Regions from separate parts of the Tachysurus fulvidraco genome. Here region 2 is linked to region 1. Evidence: chromatin contacts called from public Hi-C data. All regions are on one chromosome and are shown on one strand. Each heading gives the region's core, a stretch centred on a gene start, on an enhancer-like site or on the middle of the called end of the contact. The rest is flanking DNA. Distances are from core to core; before and after follow the strand shown.

Region 1 (6,888 bases), core at 1,516-4,015:
CACGTAGTGAGGCGTTATGATTAAAATTGTCCCCATGGTTATAAAGATTCATTTCAGAACAAATTTCAGTTGATCTGATTACAGACGGTTGTGTTAAACAGTCAGTTATTGTACACTTACAAAGGGAAAATGTGTAAAAATAATAAAAATGAAAGTGAACATGTGGTGTAGGGACAAACGTTTCATTTCCTGCTCTTGAGGTTAACTGATCTAACTGATCTAACCAATCTAACTGATCTAACAGCTTTGTGCACAATTATTTTAGATATTTTTAGTAAACTATGAACAAAATTCAAAAATTAAAAACAATGAACTTCTGAAATCAAAAGATTTGAAAAATGCTTGTGACTTTTTTTTTCTACTGTCACTTAAAGTCTGACAGTAAAGGCATCACTAGACATGTGCATACTTTTAACTTTTTACTTTAGAGTCTCATTACCCTTTTTTACACAAAAATGCAAAACAAATAAAACTGTTTAAAAACCTGCTTATTGATTTTTTCCTTGCTATTACTTTTTGCATATTTTTGCTAAAAGTATGTGCTTAAATTCAGACATTCAGCACTGGTGCTCCTCAGGGATGTGTCCTCTCCCCACTTCTATTCTCTCTCTACACTAAAGACTGCACTTCAACTGACCAAACTGTTAAACTCCTGAAATTTGCAGATGACACTACTCTCATCTGTCTCATCCAAGGTGGTGATGAGTCTCCATACCGGCAGAAGGTGAAGTGGCTGGTGCTATAGTGCAGTAGGAACAGTCTAGAGTTAAACACGCTCAAATAGGCTGCAACGCATGGTTAAACAGCAGAAATAATCATTTGTGACCCCCTGCCCACTCCCCAGGACTTGTACAACACAAGAACCAGAAACCGGGCAGCAAAAATCCCTACTATCCTGAAAACCTCTTAATTATTGTAATAAATATAGACGACTGGACTCAACCCAAGCTTTTAATAATCTTATAATAATTTTAATAATCTATAAAAAAAAAACTATACTACTACTACTACTACTACTACTACTACTACTACTACTAATAATAATAATAATAAGTTCAATTCAGGTCCAATCTTATAATCATTGTTATTTTGTTAAGTAGAAATTAAGCACACAAGTGATTTAAAATGTGATCATTAATACAGAAAAAAGTTTTATTTCACAGTAGAGTACACACAATGCTCCGCTAAGTCAGGTTTTCTTTTTTCAGCTTTTCTTTTCATCTTGTTGAACTGTACATCTGCGTAAATCACCGTTGTTGCTTCAGATTCCTGAATCTGAAATGAAATTTAAACAAACAAACAAATCAAGTAATATAAAATTATTTAAAAACTTTTATTATGAATTGTTTTATTCACGCAAAGCTTCTTTGCAACAATGTTTAGTGTTAAAAGTGCTATAGAAATATAATTTGATTGATTTTTTTTTTATTATTTGCTGAATTATTGAAGACATTGACATAGAGTGTACAATAGTATAAAATAGATACTATATTTTTTTTACCTGCTTCGTTCCTGAAGAATCTTCTCTAGAAGTCTTCACTATTAATATAGAAAAATGCTTATTTAGTCATTTTATCAAAACTTCACTGATGTATTTATAATCTGATGACAAAAACACTTACTTTTATCACCTTTTCTTCTCCTCAGTATGAAATAAGTGAGACAGAAAATCAGAAGTGCGCACAAACCCAAAGCCGATCCCAAACCGATCACTGTCCGATGTAGAGATCTGATCATTTCTGATTCTGTTATTTCACCACATTATATTTAGATTTGTACAAAACACTGACATCTCACCTGTATTGTGTTGTGTGTTGGTGTTAGTGTTGTTTCCATGCAGTGTTGGTTCACACACCACTGAATGATCACACAGAGCTGCTTTAGATGTTTCTGATGCAATAGTAACATGATCACCTATAAACATTGATCAGGATTCACTTAGTAAAAGTCTGTAACTCAGTGTTGTTGAAGAAAACACAGTTAACATTTCACTACTTCACTATTATTTATCTTCCAGGTTGAACATGTTAACAGTTATCAGGAAAATATCACTACATTAAACCAGGAGCTTAAACATTCAGAATCAACTCAGAATCCTACCTTTAATTTGTAAATAAGTTCCATCTCCAAACACAAGGTTAGGTGTAGTCACTGCACAGTAGTACATGGCTTCATCAGACTGAGTGGTATTTAAAATAGTCATATTGAAGCAGTTTGAAGATCTTTCTAATCGGAAACGAGACTCTTTGAATCCATTGTAAAATGTTTCTCCTGAAGTTGCAAAGAACTTAAAGATAATCCGTGGTTTTTTTCTTGTTGGTTGCTTAAACCAAGCGATCATTCTGAATTTTTCAAAAACACAACACTGTAGAGTCGCTGAGTCTCCGATGTTCACGCTGACTTTTTCATCAGGCTGATAAACTGGTGGATCTGTGGGAGATTGTGCAGTAACCCAGTGTGTACCAGGATGGACTGTATCTAGAAAAAAGAAACACATCAATAGGTTAATAATGTAATTGTGATATAATTAAACATATTGGAGTATTAAACGTAACTTTAAACAAATAAAAATGTAAAGTAAAAACAAAACAAACAAATAAAAAAAAATACTTTTTGGTAATTAAAAATATTTAAGCTATATTTAAGATGAAAATAAATGAAGTTTGAACAAATTACTTACATATAGTGCTGAAGATCAAAAGTAATGTCCAGAAACCAAGCATTTTGAATTTCTACAGTGTTTGTATCTCATTTACCGACAGAATATAAAGCTCTTCGATGCCTGGTTTGACTGTAATTTTATAATACAGACGACCAGTTCTAAACACGCCCCAGAGAACATGATTGGATTGTGATTGGTTGTTAAAAAAAGACATGATGAACACTTGCGTGATATTCTGATCTACCTACAACACCACAATTTATTTGAGTTTTGCACCACAACACAAATAGCATGTTAGAACGGAAAATGTGGTTTACTCCCATGCTCACATGCGCCTACACGAACAGCTCACTGTTTATTTAATTGCTATTTTTAATTTGATGTGAATAAAATCTTCCCAGCAGGTTAACTATCCTCTGGGCCAATGGGAGATTAAAATTTAAGCATTTTAATATGTGTATTGTTTTATTATTGATGGCCTGACTGCAGCATTCAAATTACAGCATTTACATCATTGTTTACAGAGAAACTCACATTTATCTCATTTATACAACTGAGAAATTGAGGGTTAAGGGCCTTGCTCAGGGGCCCAGCAGCAGTACAGTAGGTTGGTGGTCCTGGGATTTGAACTCTTCTTTATTTTTATTTAATCTCTGAAAAGATCTGCAAGCTGCTTTGGTAGACTCATTATCTTGCTTGTGTAGACACCTATGAGTTCATCTGATATCATCTGTAGGCCTTCATTCAGCTCTTCATTAGAAATGAATACATTAAAACTGCAACAAATCTTAAATTCTTTTTAATGTGTTGTTCACAAAACACCACATTATTAGCTTTGGACATGTACATTTCTATGTTAAACCTTTAACGGGCCAAATCATGAGACATCCTGGGAGTCTACCACCCTCCATCTCCACCAAGATATCATGTGGACCTTTTGTGGAGTATTTCATTTGTGATATTGTTACCCTGGTTCTGAACCTTACCTGCCTCATATTGATACTGTAAATATGTCACTGGTAGTATGGGTGTGACTGCCATATTTGTTGGGGATGGGTTTTTGTTTCTGTTTTTTGTGGAAAGGCAGGTGAGGGAAGTCAAATATCTTTTGCCTGTAGGGTTTGATGCAGTTCTCAAACCCTACAGCATTACCAGGTATTTATCGAGGTTTACAAGTATTCAAGACTCTCGTTCACCCTCAGTAGTCTTTAATTTATGGAGCAGCATGAGAATGGTTTGCTTCCTACCTGGATGGTCGCTCATTTCTGGTAAGATGCAGGGGAGTGATATCTGCTCCATACAGACTCTAAACTGGTGTCCCCCAGGGCTCAGTACACGGTCCTTTCCTTTTCTCCTTATATACTCACTCTCTTGGCAAAGTTATATCCTCACGTTGCTTCTCTTACCACTGCTCTAAAGATGACACTCAACTTCTGTTCTCCTTCCCTCCTCGGATACCACAGCTTTTGCTCGGATCTCTACATATCTAGCAAACATATTGTCAACAATTATGACTCATTAGCTGAAACTCAATCCTAGATAACTGAGCTGCTGGTATCCCAGATGATTCATCCTCAGATCAGGATCTTGCAATATCCCTGCACAACTCTTTGATCTTCCTTTTAGAGAATGTTTGCGACCTTGGGGTATGACCTTGCAACCTTGGGGACAATAAACTCTCGTTTTTGTCCCATATTGCTAATGTGTTGCTAATGTCACTCATTCCGGTTTCTTCTCTAAAACATCATAAGGATTCTGCCATTTTTGTCCACACAGGCTGCTCAGGCACTTTTTCAGTCTCTTGTAATTTCAAGACTGAACTACTGCGTCTCACTGCTGGCAAGTTTACCTATAAATGCAATACGTCTTCTCTTACCTCAAAGCTCTTATGACCGCTCGCACTTCACCTCGCACCCACAGATCTACCATCACTGCCAGTCCAGTCGCACAATCTCTCAGGTTAAGAGGTAGATATACAGCAAGACTCTTCTCTGTCCTGGCACCGAGGATGAGCTTCCCCTAGATGTCCAAAAACCCGAGTCACTGACTGTCTTCAAATGACTATTGATGGTCCACCTCTTCCAGAAACACTTAAACTTGCACTTATTTTCTCTGTTTTACAAACTTTTTTACGTCGCTCTGGATAATGGCGGCTGTCAAATGCCATAAATTTGTATGGAAATGTAAATAGTGCCCATTGGTTGTAGTGAACGCCATCTTCCACTCATCCCACTCCCAGATCTGTATGAGGTGTTACTCACTCTATAACCTGATCCAGTTTGTCCAGTGTACATTCTGGCCAGATTAGATTCAGTGTAGATTCTGTGGTAGACAAAGCCATTACACTGGTAATTAATCTTAAATTGTACCTACATGATCTTATTATTTAAGCAAATCTGTCATTTTTGTTCTCATGATTTAGGTAATAGAAGACGTTTTTTATGTTTGTTTCCACAGGATGGTGATGCAGTTGAGCTGAATTACACTTCTCTTCTTTTCAACACATAAAATTCATCACGGCCAACAAACATTGTCTTCATGTGGTGTCTGTGTGTCAAAACACCTACACACTTGTACTCGCAGCACACTGTTTATGCACATTGAACATTTTCAAGGCCACGTAGTGAGGCGTTATGACTTAAATTGTTCACATGGTTATAAAGATTCATTTCAGAACTAATTTCAGCTTTGTAAAACAGTCAGTTATTGTACACTTACAAAGGGAAAATGTGTAAAAATGACCTGATGATAATGAGTGAGAAAAATGAAAGTGAACATGTGGTGTAGGGACAAACGTTTCATTTCCTGCTCTTGAGGTTAAGCGATCTAACTGATCTAACTGATCTAACAGCTTTGTGCACAATTATTTTAGATAAATTTAGAAAGTTTTTGAGTAAACTATGAACAAAATTCAATAAATTAAAAACAATGAACTTCTGAAATCAAACGATCTGAAAAATGCTTGTGACTTTTTTTTACTGTCACTTAAAGTCTTACAGTAAAGGCATCACTACAGACATGTGCTCACTTTTAACAAACTTTAGAGTCTCATTACCCTTTTTTACACAAATATGCAAAATAAAATAAAAAACTTGTTTATTGATTTTTGCTTGATATTAATTTTTTGCTTTTGTTTGTGCTAAGTGCTAATGTGTAAACTTTAATAAACCATCTCACTTATTCCGAGTTTTTATATCCCTACTATCTTGTAAACCACTTAATTATTGTTATAAATATAGACGATCGGACACAACCCAAGATTTTAATAAAAAAAATCTATACACAAAATAATAATAATAATAATAATAATAATAATAATAATAATAATAATAATAATAATAATAAATATTATTATTATTTAATTAAGCTTAATTAAGTAGAAATTAAGCACACAAGTGATTTAACATGTGATCATTAATACAGAAAAAAAGTTTTATTTCACACTAGAGTACACAATGTTTTGACAAAGTCAGGTTTTCATTTTTCAGCTTTTCTTTTCATTTTGTTGAACTGTACATCTGCGTAAATCACCGTTTTTGCTTCAGATTCTGGAATCTGAAATGGAATTAAAAAAAAGAAAACAAAACAAAAAAAAGTTATTTTATTATGACAACTTTAAATGATAAAGTAAATAACTTTTATTATGAATTGTTTTATTCACACAAAGCTTCTTTGCAACAATGTTTAGTGTTAAAAGTGCTATAGAAATATAATTTGTTTGTTTATTTAATTATTTGATTTAATTATAAAAGACATTGACATAGAGTGTACAATAGTATAAAATAGATACTATATATTTTTTACCTGCTTCTTTCCTGAAGAATCTTCTCTAGAAGTCTTCACTATTAATATAGAAATATGCATATTTAGTCATTTTAACAAAACTTCACTGATGTATTTATAATCTGATGACAAAAACACTTACTTTTATCACATTTTCTTCTCCTCAGTATGAAATAAGTGAGATAGAAAATCAGAAGTGCGCACAAACCCAAAGCCGATCCCAAATAGATCACTGTCCGATGTAAAGATCTGATCATTTCTGATTCTGTTTTTTCACCACATTATATTTAGATTAGTACAAAACACTGACATCTCACCTGTGTTGTGTTGTGTGTTGGTGTTAGTGTTGTTTCCATGCGGTGTTGGTTCATACACCACTGAATTATTACACAGAGCTGCTTTAGATGTTTCTGATGCAATAGTAACATGATCACCTATAGACA
Region 2 (6,888 bases), core at 2,398-4,897, 170 kb before region 1:
CATTTATTACATTGTAAATTTTTGAAATTGAAAATTAATATAAATTTAAAAAAAATAAAAAAATATATAGAAATGAAATTAAGTTGTTTATCGTATGACCATGTACACACGTGTGCATTTTTAATTGGTTATTTATTTTTTTATTAATGAATTCATTAATTATCTTATCTTATCTTATCTTATCTTATCTTATCTTATCTTATTTATTTATTTATTTATTTATTTATTTATTTATTTATTTATTTACACACAGCGCAGTCGGTAAATTCTCTACTGATGGTTCTGGCAACAACTTTGGGAGTGTGTGGAGTTCTGATCGCTGCTCAAACCGTTTTCATATGCAGAAAGACGCTTTATAAAAGCCGCAGTGGTAAGAAATGATATGTTCATTAAGATTGTAGAAAATTTTTAAATTTGGCAAATACATTTTAAATAAATAAAAAAAAATATACATTACGGTTTGAATATTATATTGTTTGAAATGGAATATTTAAAAAAAATTCTCTGAAATCTCTAAAAAAAATCTATTTTTAGCCTTCATCTTTTTGTATTAATGTTTCAAATAGACATTTACACACACACACACACACACACACACACACACACACACACACACACACACACACACACACACACACACACACACATATACACGCGCGTGCGCGCACACACACACACGCGAACACACATACACACACACACACACGCGCGAACACATACACACACACTCACACACACACACACACACACACACACACACACACACACACACACACACACACACACACACACACACACACACGCGAACACGCATACACACACACACGCGCGCGCGAGCACACACACACACGCACGCACACACACACACGCACACACACACACACACACACACACACACACACACACACACACACATATACACGCGCGTGCGCGCACACACACACACGCGAACACACATACACACACACACACACGCGCGAACACATACACACACACTCACACACACACACACACACACACACACACACACACACACACACACACACACACACACACACACACACGCGAACACGCATACACACACACACACGCGCGCGCGAGCACACACACACACGCACGCACACACACACACGCACACACACACACACACACACACACACACACACACACACACACACACACACACACACACACACACACACACACAAACACACACACACAGGTTAAATCACTACAGCTAATAATAAACTGTATTCAGAATACCTAAATATTTTCCCCTCTTTTATGTTTAGAGAGACTTCGTCAAGGTACCAAGATAGAAAGAGCAACTGATCTGGTACATCTTATATCTTATATCTTGTCTTTTATGGAAAATAGTCAAGAGATGGTGTGATGAAGTTACTGTTACCATTACCCCATGTTGATTATTTTCCTATAACATCCTGATCTGAAGTGTTTTCCAACTACAGCATGTGCCAATCGTTAACAAACTGGGACATGTTCACCTTCGTTCCCACAGGGCCATGACGTGGACTACACAACTCTACATTTTAATAAGAAGACCAAAAGCGAGAAGAGAAAGCGTGAAGAACCTGAAAACATCCTGTACTCTGAAGTCAGAAATCTCAGCCACTAAATAACTCAGAAGTTCTCAAATTTAAATAAAGCTAACTAAATCCATTCTGGGTGACATCTCTACAGAAGGTTCAGAAGGACTACAAAAATGACACTAAAGAAACAGGCAGAATGTCAAGAACATTTATGAGAAACTCTCCTGTTCTTGTAACTCGTTACCTGTGCCAAGATGTTGAGGTGAGAAGAATCAGAATGTAATATGACCTACGACGGGATCATCATCATCATGCAGCAAAACCTTTGTGTCTCATACATTCAATAAGATCTCAGAAAACCAGGAACTTTAAGGATCCCAATAAATAAACACGAAGATACGGGAAAATCACCACAATGCCATGTGTGAAGAGTTTTAAAAGTGATTTAATTTCATATTTTATTTTAATGTGGTTTGAACCGAATGAAAAAATGAGCAACTTTTAATTATTTCTGCCTATTTTTTGTAACTGTTTATAAATCTTCACATGATTCAGTTTTGATGAGGGTGCCGTTCATTTTGGCTGATCCATTCCGGATCGAGTTTATTTCAGTAATCGAATCGTTTCCCTGTTCTCTCATGTACACTTTGCTTCTGAAGATTTAAGAGCAACTGCTCTGTAATTAAATACAGAAAAGCTCCATTATTTTGTGCTCTGCTACATCACAGCTCCAAGGTTCTGGTTTAATCCTGAACTTGTCTTACTGTCTGTGTGGAGTTGCTCATCTTCGACTTGCCCTGTTCCCGCCTCCACCTCTATGACATCATCACTAGTCTCTTATTTAAAGAGGAAGAAGGGAAGCAAGGTGGGAGGTGGTAGAAGTGGTCTGTTTGTAGTAGTGTGAAGGTTTCGGTTCTGTTTCCTCGACTCTGAGCTTGGGTTCCCCTTTGAACTTTTTTTTTTCACTGTATGTTTATTCATTCATTCACTCGTTTTCTACCGCTGATCCGAACTTCTAGGGTCACGGGGAGCCTGGGCCTATCTCAGGCGTCATCGGGCATCGAGGCAGGATACACCCTGGATGGAGTGCCAACCCATCACAGGGCACACACACACACACACACACACACACACACACACACACACACACACACACACACACACACACACACACACACACACTCATTCACTCACACACTACAGAGAATTTTCCAGAGATGCCAATCAACCTACCATGCATGTCTTTGGACCGGGCGAGGAAACCGGAGGCGGAGGCGGAAATCGAACCTCAACCTTGGAGGTGTGAGGTGAACGTGCTAACCACTAAGCCACCGTGCCCCCCCCACTGTGTGTTTACTCTTTGTATATATTGATCACTGTACATACTGTTCACTGGCACAGTGTGTGTGTGTGTGTTGTGTGTGTGTGTGTGTGTGTGGCTGCCCTTTTCTTTAGGAATGGGTTCTTTTTTCTCCTGTTTAGTGTAAAGAGTTAGGTTTTTTTCACAGTGTCTTTTGAGATGAACAAAGGAATCTTCTTGGGCCAATTAAGATCTTAAAAGAGGATTTTAGGCTTTAATCTAAATAATCTTAGTCGTTAATTTTCAATGTTGTCATATCTTGTATTGAATTCTCAAATATCCGTTCATACTTTTTATCCCCCTCTTTCAGTTTCTTCTATTATCTTAGATAAATACATGTAGGTATATTACAAACTCCTACCTTACTATATATTTACAGCATTTTGTAGACACCCTTATTCAAGGCAACCTAAATGTTATCCCTCTTTTTTTTTTTAATACAACCGAGCCATTGAGTGCTCACCTCTACAAAGGTGTGACAAAGTGCAGTGCCATAAACTGGGTATAAATATCCTACCTGGCAGGTGGAGGATTCCGGGAAACTGGGTTCTATGCTGAGATTGAGCACCTCTGGTGCCCTCTGCTGGCTGCCAACAGTGTAGCATGTCCTCTCAAATTGTTAGGATGAAGTTACTTTACATGCTGTAGTCATGCTTGACTGATTTTTTTTTTTTGGGGGGGGGGGGGGGGGGTGGGGGTGTACAATGACCCTGGGATACGTAACATTGGATTTCATCACTGATCTTTCAGCGTTATTAGTAAACCCCATCATTATGGTGGTGGTAGATCATATTAATGAGGTTGTGTTCCACCACATATTGTGTCAGTTTGGTCTTCCAGAAGACATGCTCTTGGATCCTGGTACCTACATCAGTTCATAACTTTGAAGGTCTTTATGCAGCAGTGTAAGTGTCAAACCCAATGGGCAGGTGGAGAGACCGAACATAGAATACAAGTGGCATCTCTTTAGATTATGTAGGAGCTCATACATGGGATTAGTGTATGTTTTTCTAGAGTTTATCAGACCTCATGTCCTTTTTAATGTTATATGGAGTTCTATCTACCTCTGTTTCCATGAATCCTGGCCTGTGATGAGGTTCAAGTTCCAGCAGTGGATGAATGGTTGTAACAGTGTAGGGACGACATGTGAGAACGATCAACCCAAAAGCTCCAAATGCAATATATAGAGTTTAGAAATGAGAAACAAACAAGCAAGAATAAGTGACCCCTATAATGACCCCTGTGACCTTTGGGAGAAAAAAGACACAAATAAAGAGATGAGTTTGTGAAGGTAATACCCTTAATACATTTACAGCATTTATCAGACACCCTTATTCAGGGTGACTTACAACTGAGAGGGTTAAGGGCCTTGCTCAGGGGCCCAGCAGTGGCAGCTTTGTGGACCTGGGGTTCGAACCCATGACCTTCCAATCAGTAGTCCAACACCTTAACCACTTAGCTAGCACATTCCACAATTCATCTCCCAAACACCAGCTCTTATTGTTATTAAAGTATCTCATGCTTCTTCTTGGTGCACTTTACTGTCAGGTCCTACAATAATCAACGGCCATGTCAAATCCTGATACTCAAATACATTACACACTTTGTTGGCCCAAATGTTTATTTCTCTTTACAGAAGATTTAATTCAGATTAAAATAGCAGCTGCATTGAGATATACAATAGGAAAAGACTTTAAACCACATTTTAATCAAACCACATTTTCCATTCTGGCCTTTTTGATATATCTTTCTGTTTCACACCCCAAGACAAATGCAGGAAATTATGGGGGTTGGTGTAGGTGTAGGAGACAATTGTGTGCTTGTTTAATACATCATTTATTTTTAGAGCCAAGCTCATTCTGGGGTGGGATCAGTACAGACCGCCTTTAGTGTACATATCAGTTCAAACCGCGCTTGAAGGGCATTTCTACTCTGATGAGAAATGAGATACAGACACTGTAGTATTTCTATATAATATAAAAAAAAATGCTTTCTGGTTTCTGGGTTTTTGTACTGATCTTCAACACCATGTGTAAGTAACATCTACAATTTTCATCATATTTTATTTATTTACATTCTGTTAGATTTTTTTTAATGTATTTTTATTTAATATGTTCTTTATTCAATTATTTATTTATTTATTTATTTATTTATTTACTTATTTATTTATTTATTTTAATCTATAGAGTTTACATTTTTAGCAGCTCTAATATTATTTTTTTTAAAGGCACTAGACTTTTTTTTTTTTGTAGGTTATATCGGGTGACTTTTACAACCAAACGTTATGAAACATCTTATAAATATATTCGTATCATTATTAAATGCATTGATTAATCACTTAAATTCATTTTGATGAGTTTGATCCGAACTCAGTAAAATGAAAGCAAAACGGTCTACAATAATATGGAGCGAATACTTATAAAATAAAGGAATTAAAAAATTTCTAGCTTCAAAAATTAGGCAAATTATTATCGTACAAATGTAAATGATCAGGCTTGAATTTGAGTAGTTTGATTAGGTTCATAAAAAAGTATTTGGTGTGCAATTTATTTAAAAGTAAAAGTGCTATAACTTTTAAATTGTTTTTGATTAATATTATTTGAATTGTTTTCTTTACCTAATTTTTGCATTTGTTTTTCTAGATACAGTCCAACCTGGTACACATTTGGTTAACCCTCCAAAAGCACAATCCTCCAAAGGGCCAAACGTTTATCAGCATGATGCAAAGCTCAGTGTGAATATCGGAGACACGGCTACTCTACAGTGTTGTCTTTTAGGAATAGGAACAGAAAATGGAGAAATTATCTGGTTTAAGCAACAAAACGAAAAACAGCCTCAGGTTATCTTCAGATTCTTTAACACTGCCAGAGAAAAGTTTTACAAAGAATTCCAAAATTCTCGTTTTCAAATGAAAAAATTATCAAACTGCTTCAATTTGACCATTTTAAACACCACCCTGTGTGATGAAGCCACATATTACTGTGCGCTCGTGTCTACTGATGGAACTCGTTTACAAATGAAAGGTAGGATTTCTACTGAAACGAATGATGGGACTGATTAAATGCTGTAACGTTTTATTCTTCATCGACATTCTCAACATTCTTCAACGATATTCAGGTTTAGTTTTTAGTGACGTGTCGTGATAAACATTTCTAGGTGAGCGTGTTAACGCTGAAACATCTAAAGCAGCTCTGTGTGATCATTCAGTGGAGTGTGAACCAACACCGCAAGAAAACAACACTAACAAGGACACACGACACGACACAGGTAAGACGTATAATTAATTTTTCATTAATTTATCTTAAATTCTTAATGAATAATGTTAGTTTCTATTTGACAGTGATCGGTTTGGGATCGACTTTGGGTTTGTGCGCAGTTCTAATTTTCTGTCTAGCTTATTTCATACTGAGGAGAAGAAAACTCGATAAAAGTAAGTGTTTTTGTTGCCAGATAATAATTACATCAATTCAGATGAATTAAAATGTTAAAATGACTAAATAAGTATAAAAAATGTTTCAATATTAATAGCAAAACCTTCTGTAGGAGATCCTTCAGGAAGGACGCAGGTACGTTTGCAAGAAAATATAATATCTATTTTACATAATCGTATCCTGTTTAATTGTTTCATTGATTGATTTTATCTAGATATAACAAAGTTTGTTTTAGTCATACAGGAGTTTTCCTACACATAGGTGTTCTTGTCTTATCTATATCATTAATCTGCTGCTGGTAATTTACTGATATTTAATAATAATATAATGTCTACAGTCTTTATGCTCAGCTTCATGCGAAATTTAACGGATTTTTTTCGACATTTTCTAGGAATCTGACAGTGAAACTCTGACGTATACAACTGTACATTTTACCAAAAGGAAAGACGATATTTAACTACGTTATTTAACTACCTGCAAACAAATAAAAATAAAAAATGTAATAATTGTTAACCGAATTTCAAATTTTTTGTTTTTAGTTAAAAAT

What was found. A called contact is a pair of places that touch in the nucleus more often than the background predicts.
Region 2: a contact with region 1 is called in a Hi-C map of blood, with 11 times the contacts expected there. The contact joins the promoter of LOC113645978 here to the promoter of LOC113646071 in region 1. A contact is called at or near these places in 2 of 4 Hi-C or Micro-C datasets (blood and muscle).

The regions. Positions count from the first base shown.
Region 1 is chr17:2,939,825-2,946,712 of HZAU_PFXX_2.0, reverse strand. It overlaps LOC113646071, which reads right to left and starts at 2,765. Exons shown (of 5, transcript XM_047802169.1): 1 at 2,681-2,765; 2 at 2,101-2,478. The coding sequence starts at 2,723. It overlaps LOC113646068, which reads right to left. Exons shown (of 6, transcript XM_047802162.1): 3 at 6,763-6,879. LOC125139161 (a long non-coding RNA gene) reads right to left here and starts at 1,734. Exons shown (of 2, transcript XR_007138255.1): 1 at 1,502-1,734; 2 at 1,139-1,275. LOC113646049 reads left to right here. Exons shown (of 6, transcript XM_027152056.2): 6 at 1-487.
Region 2 is chr17:3,112,175-3,119,062 of HZAU_PFXX_2.0, reverse strand. It overlaps LOC113645978, which reads left to right and starts at 3,647. Exons shown (of 6, transcript XM_047802170.1): 1 at 3,647-4,942; 2 at 5,559-5,933; 3 at 6,067-6,177; 4 at 6,251-6,340; 5 at 6,439-6,476; 6 at 6,733-6,854. The coding sequence starts at 4,897. The coding sequence ends at 6,798. It overlaps LOC113645963, which reads left to right. Exons shown (of 6, transcript XM_027151938.2): 4 at 254-370; 5 at 1,293-1,336; 6 at 1,520-2,250. The coding sequence ends at 1,636.